Linked DNA regions of Sus scrofa: region 2 is linked to region 1. A link is a contact called in public HiChIP or PLAC-seq data. All regions are on one chromosome and are shown on one strand. Each heading gives the region's core, a stretch centred on a gene start, on an enhancer-like site or on the middle of the called end of the contact. The rest is flanking DNA. Distances are from core to core; before and after follow the strand shown. Region 1 overlaps PLA2G4A (cytosolic phospholipase A2). Region 2 overlaps PLA2G4A (cytosolic phospholipase A2).

The links. HiChIP or PLAC-seq counts read pairs in DNA pulled down with a chosen protein or histone mark.
Region 2: an H3K27ac HiChIP or PLAC-seq map of alveolar macrophages shows a contact between it and region 1. The contact joins two enhancer-like sites. A contact is called at or near these places in 2 of 47 Hi-C or Micro-C datasets (epiblast stem cells and liver) and 1 of 2 datasets of contacts at active chromatin or transcription factors (alveolar macrophages).

The regions. Positions count from the first base shown.
Region 1 is chr9:128,007,598-128,010,704 of Sscrofa11.1, reverse strand. All of the region lies in intron 6 of PLA2G4A (cytosolic phospholipase A2), which reads right to left. Among named protein-coding and RNA genes, the nearest start is that of PTGS2, 150 kb to the right of the region's middle. Within about 2 kb of position 1,699, at least 22 of the 83 cell types and tissues checked have an H3K27ac peak or open chromatin away from gene starts, as enhancers often do. A contact at or near this core is called in alveolar macrophages, where this site is marked.
Region 2 is chr9:128,129,348-128,132,831 of Sscrofa11.1, reverse strand. It overlaps PLA2G4A (cytosolic phospholipase A2), which reads right to left. Exons shown (of 23, transcript XM_021063827.1): 19 at 1,882-2,124. Among named protein-coding and RNA genes, the nearest start is that of PTGS2, 270 kb to the right of the region's middle. Within about 2 kb of position 1,326, at least 20 of the 83 cell types and tissues checked have an H3K27ac peak or open chromatin away from gene starts, as enhancers often do. A contact at or near this core is called in alveolar macrophages, where this site is marked.

The DNA.
Region 1 (3,107 bases), core at 450-2,949:
GTATCTGATCACAAAGAGCTTCCCCTCCTCACCTCCCTGCCCAACTTGACCCACACAGACTCACTGTTTCCCTTCACAGAAGCACCTGGCCATCAGTAGAGTAAAATTAAGCACTTCAGTGTTAAAAGGATTAATGAGAAAGGGCTAAAGAATGAATAATTGTTTAAAATGAGATGTGTTTTAATTAAACGTTGAGGAAATATGAAAGTCAACAGTTCAATAAAATTGTTTTAGTTCTTAAAAAAAAAAAAAAACAGCATTTTGATTATGGTACTTATGGTAACCAGCTGTTCTCTAAAGCTCTAAAGATTGAAAAGAAAAAAAAAAGGAAATGAAATGACTTTAAGTTGCAAAATGAAGGATTTTTGTCAGGCTGAAGAAGGACATCCTGATAGCAGAGCTGTAAAGGACCCTCTTTTGCGACAGGTGGTTATTATTACTAAACGTTTCAGCCGTCTTTACACTGCAGATTTGGAATGGTCCCAATTCTATAAAGCATTATCTTTTAGGGAACATTAAGGTGGCCTCAAGAATCTGAAGGAGGAAAGTAGGCAAAGGGTGAGGAGTAAGATAGAAACCAGACTCAAGAACTTAGCTGGCCATCCAAGAAAGGCAGGCAAGACAATGGTTAAGTATTCAGAACTTAAAACAATAATTCTGGCACCTAGGACGTGAAGGAAAAGCAACCCAGCATGATGGCTCCCGGAACAGGTAAATGCACTGAGATGCGATGATGTGTGGAACTGGGCCTAGCAATTGGCCAGGCAAAAAATCCAAGTGTTTGAAAGGAACAAAGGCTCTGTCTTTGCCGACCAAATGCTGGAAAACAAGGCAATCTGTGATTCCATCTTACTGGTTAATAATTACCCTGGATCAAAAGATCTGCATTCTATAAGCTCATGAATTTCTATGCACTTTTGTTTTAGGTATTTTGTTTTCTGGTCATTCATTATAGTGATTTCCCGATTTTCTTTCTTCCTTTAAAAACTCCCACACAAAACAAAAACAAACAAACAAACACAAACAAAAAACCCTCTAGAGAAATTCAGCAGACCTAGCTTCTCTGGGTTCGTTCTTAGCATAACTGGAGAAAAACCACATAACCTGCTAAAGTGGTTTTATTTTGGTCCACATTCTCAGAGGCTCTGGCCACCACACAGCATCTTTCTAGGTTTTCTGGTGCCCTTGCATTTCCACCTTAGAAAAGGACTTTCTTCTCCCCTTCAAGTTTCTCACCTTATCCCCACCCCCACTCTTGGGTAGTGACCTCATCTCCTTTCACAGAGACAACAGAAGGCGTCACAAGGGGAAGTTCATCTTCTCACCCGCAAACCCTCAAACTTCTCTGCCAGAGTACCTGGGTTCTCCTTCTCTCTGTCACCAAGAAGGCAGAGTTCCTCCCCCTGTACTGGACCTGGCCCCACATGTGTTTGGGACGCAAAATCCCTCTCTCCTCCTCAACTGGCTTCACTCGGAAAGCTGTGCCTGTCTTTTCTGAATCATCCAACTTGACCTTCTACGGGATAATCTGATGGGCAAGCTTTTTACAGTCTCTCTCGTCTCCATTTCCTTTTCCCTCCATGTCTCTCTCCCCTGTTGTGCTGCTTCACATTTTTCTAATGGACCATTTGCTCACACGCTGTCTATCCGCATCCTCAGAGTCCTCACTTTCATGCCCTCTGCCACCCCACCGCGTCCCCACCACTCCACCAGAGCTGCTCTCATCAAGATCGCTAGTGACTTCCTGGTTTTTTAAATGCAGTCAGTCATCGCTTTTCTATCCTGTTTTTCTGGAACCACTTTCACTTCTTTGCTCCCATGACATCGTCCTAACTCCTAGTTTTGCATTAATTCCTTGGTTGCTCCTTTGCAGGCTTATTTACAAATGCTACTCCTGGATCCTCCGTAATAAGCCACACCATTCGCTCTCCACACATGGCTTCTCGTCCCTCACATCTCAGCTTAAACTTCACCTTTCCATCCTTCATTTCCCCAGGTCAGCCTGTACTATTCAAGTCCATTTGCATCTTATATTACCCATTATTTCCTTAATTATTCTCTCTTCTCCAAGGGGGTATTAAATCTTTACTCACCCAAGTAGTCCCTAAATATAGCACAGTGCCTGGAATGTAGTCAGTAGCAATTAGAACATACTGATTTGGTGAACTCAGTGGTCAGTGATTCCTGGTTGATGTTACATCTGCATTTTCTTCTTGACCCAACAGGTAAACAGGTAAAAATTCTTAAGCGAAAAAAAGTACAGTCTATCTACATGGCTTCCCCTAATAACTCTTCTTTTTCTAAATGTTAAAAAGACAGATTTTTCCTATTCTTTCTTAGGCATGCTATATATATTCATAAAATAGTATCTAAAAATTCGTTTCTTTACAGAGAATTGTAAGTTATACAACAATGTTCTCTTCATTGTGACAATAACTTTAAGGTATTAATCAGCCAAGCCAACTTGTCAATTTAACACATAATTTAAGCAGATAGTATAAATTTCTGTAAACACTGAATGAGTCTCACAAAACTGATTCTTTCTTATATTGCTTTTCATTGAGAACAGAGGGATTGTTAGTGATAAGGACACATACACACAAAAAAAATCCCATATAAATATTGTAAACTTTTACTAATTTTAAATAGAAATCCCTGGCGATCACTACCTCAAAAAATAAGCAAGTAGCAGATTATATTATCATCATAATATTTTCCAACTAAATTTTTAATTAACTGAGAAACCCCTATAAATTAGAATTTTCACTGCGAGAAATCTTCCTAAAATATGTCATCCTTCAATAATCAAGGATATAATGATACTTTGACATTATAGCTGACTATGAATTCCCATTGTACATTGAAAGTAGTAATTTTCAAGACTATTCCATGAATGACAGAAATGCCCTAGAGTTATCTCTTTGAGATCTAAGTTCAATCAATTTTAAATTCATCTGTCTCTACTTCATAACAATTGAGTGGAAAGGAAGTTGATACCTGTTTGAGGTTTGTGGTAGATAATAACAAGGGACTGATGGACATTAAGAAATTTTAGTTATAGATGCAGGAGTCCATATAGCATGTCCCCGTAACGGCATTCATCTTTA
Region 2 (3,484 bases), core at 77-2,576, 120 kb before region 1:
GCAGGAAGGAATGGCTTCTGAGCAATGCTCAAGTTCTAGCTCAGTTGAGCAATTCCAGGCAAACTATCTTTAATCTTCCTTTTCTATAGAGTAAAATAACTAAAGAATCTTTCTAGTTCTAAATGCTCTATGAGGGTTTTTTTTTTTTAAGCCCATCATCATTCATTCATAAAACTTGAATTTCTAAAGAAGATATTTAGTTGGCCTTTTTTTTTTCTTTCTTTCTAGGGCTGCCCCTGTGGCATACGGAGGTTCCTAGGCGAGGGGTCGAATGGGAGCTATAGCTACTGGCTTATGCCACAGCCACAGCAACACAGGATCCAAGCTGTGTCTGCGGCCTACACCACAGCTCATGGCAATGCCAGATCCTAACCCTACTTACTGAGTGAGGCCAGAGATCGAACTAGCAACCTCATGGTTCCTAGTCGGATTCGTTTCTGCTGGGCCATGACGGGAACTCCTTAATTGGCATTTTAATGGCAATATGTAAAAGCATGTGCCACAACACGCACAAAAATAACATCACTGATTGTACAGTGAAGTCTTTTTATCTTAGATGAATTTAAAAAAAGACACTGACTTTATTCCAAATAGACTTTTATTATAGTTCATATGGAAGGGCTGGCATTATAGGTGTATAATCAGACCTACCTCATATCCTAGACTTTGATGCCACAAACATAATGCAAAATATGGTGAGTTTCTATTTCTCTGTGGAAACCACAAGGGTAGCTTTTGCTTTTGTAATTTCCCTTAAGCTCAAGCAGCAAATAGAAACAGCATTACCTAAACGACAAGATCTAAAGCCATGTCCTAATTTTCACAAACATCGAACAGGGAGAATTCTGAAGCAAAGAGTAAGTGGAAAGGTTTTAGAAAAATTCCACTTATGTTTTCAGAGCCCCCCTGTTAGCATTCTTAGGCAGAAATAACAGAGAAATGCCATTTGGGTAGTTAAGGGAAACAAGATGGTACGATGAAGTAGAAAAATTTAAGATGACAGGAGCATTATAAGAAAGATTATTACATAGGGATGAGTCACCAAGACAAATTTAACTTTTAATCTGGAACATGCATGGAACTGAAGCTTCAAAGCGAGTGTTCTTTGGAGTTTGGCTAAGCGACAAACCTGAAAGTGAGTGGGTTCTCAGGAGGTGGCCTCAAAAGGTTACTTAACCTTTCTGAGGACTGGAGGGACAGAGTCACTAGCCCGACGGGCGCTGCAGACTGGTGAACTCAGTTCTGCTCCCAGCCCTAGGCTGCACACATTTCTGCACTGCACTGGAGAGCCGGGCTGAGGATCACGTTCACCAGATTCCCTCCCAGCTTGGCTTCTCCTGAGAGCCAGCCTTTGCCAAGGAGAAACACCCACGAGAGGCTGGAAGGAGGAAATGAGACAGAGGCTATGTTTCTGCTATTTCTACCGCCAAGCACGGTGGTGGGGGAGTTTGTGGGAGTGATTTTGAAGTGTTATTGGACTCATTCCTAGACGCTCAGCCTGGACCTTGCTCCTCCAAGCCATGGAACAATTTTGTAAGCACCTAATTCCCTACTTTAAACCCCTTTCAGTTAAACAAGGGAGAGGGTTTCCTGTTTTCTGTGTGTGAACTTTGACCAACACAGAAAGGAGATACGCTCCCACTCAATAGTTCAATGAAAATTGTTTATGCTGATATGACTATGCCATTTTCCATCCAATGTATTTTCACTGCCCTCTCCGAAAAACCGAAACAATAATTCAGAGCCCTTCACACGTTAAGTGCATGCTTTTTAATTTGATTACAAAGGACTTATTATTAGCAAGAATTAGAATGTTCCTCCCTAGAGAAGGAAGAAAGAGCTCCTGAACTAACTTCCAAGGATTCCATCCGGGGTGCTTACCTGCTACTGCTGTATCCAGTTCATCTTCATCCAAGGACTCCTGGGTGGTAAAGTTTCTCAGAGGAGACATTGGGTAGGACGTATTGAGATTCAGGCCCAGCATGAAGTTGTGCACCTTCCCGGCACGTCCCTCTCTGGTATTGAACAAAGCTGAATCACTCACCAAGGCCATCAGCATACGCTGGACCCAACTTGCTTGATTATCATTTTGGTATTCCCTTTCTGCTTCTTCGTTTTCACTGCCTAAGGAGAAAGGTAAGATTGTTATACAGACTCCAAACTCCATACAAACAGAAACAAGGTTGGGGCAATGGAATGGTGAAATTAATGCTGAAGCTCTACAGATTTTAACAAAGGTTGATCTGTGTCAATGAAGAGAGTAAACATTGTGGTTAATCACTTTTGCTCTTAAATTGTTCTTACTTTACCCTTTCCCTGTAGTTATGTCTTAAGGCTGTATTCTTGACAGTGTTACCTGGCCTATTCTTGATTTCCAAAGAAACTTCTATTTTCCCTTTCCCCCTTTTCCCAGTTCTTTTCTTCCTTTTCCTTGGCTGCACACACACATGAAGCGAATATCCATAGTAGCTAAACCTCTTCCTTCCCCAAGTTTCCTTCCCTGTCTTATTTAATAAACATTCAGAAATCATGCAGCCTGAGAGCAGACAACTAAAGGATTCAGCATGTATTGAACTGTCATTTCATTCTTGCTTATAAAGTTTGGGGTTTAAGAAGACTGTAATTTAAACACACGTTTTTAAATGTTTGAAAATCCAGTGATCATCCCAAAGAAGCACTTTTCAATGACTTTTTCCTTAGAATCCGTGCCCTCATCATTGCTGCTGGAAACTACGCTGTGTAGTTATTGAGAGCATTGGCTTCAGAACCAGACTGCTCAGATTCCAACCTTCTCTCCACTATTTACTAGTTAGTTAACCTTTCGCAGCCTTCACTTTCTCATCAGTCAACCTCATAGGGTTGTTGTGAGGATAAACTGAGTTAGTGCATTTATGTAAATGTCTTAGAAAGGTGTCTGGCCCACATTACATTCCCAGTAAACCCTAGACGATAGTAGAAATAGTTGTAATAACAGCAGCAGCACAATCCTCATTGTTACTATTATTCATTGATAATTCAAATCTAAAAACACTGAGTGGTTGAGTACAGTTCCTCCCCCCTAAATCCTTCTGTTCAGATTTCAGGGAACTCTGTACATAAATATACATTTATAATCTACATGTGTATATGTGTGAGTTGAGAGATGACAAAGAGAATCTATGTTCGAACCTCATAATTTTCAATAAATGTTAACTAAACATACAAAAGACCATAATAAATATAGATTATTATCTTCAAAATATTAGCTTTACTGCGCTCAGTAAGTGAAGGTATCTTCCTTTGAACAACCCATCCAGATGACTGCACGGTCACGAAAAAACAAATCCACACTCTTTTCTACGCCCACACTTTTCCAATGCCAAATATGACAAGGAAAATCTTTGCCTAGAATAAACGAGGCTTTAAAATGAGTGATTTATGTCTTCCAATTACATAGGACATGAATAAGATAACTCAATTATTTCCCACAGGTCTGGAGCTTCCT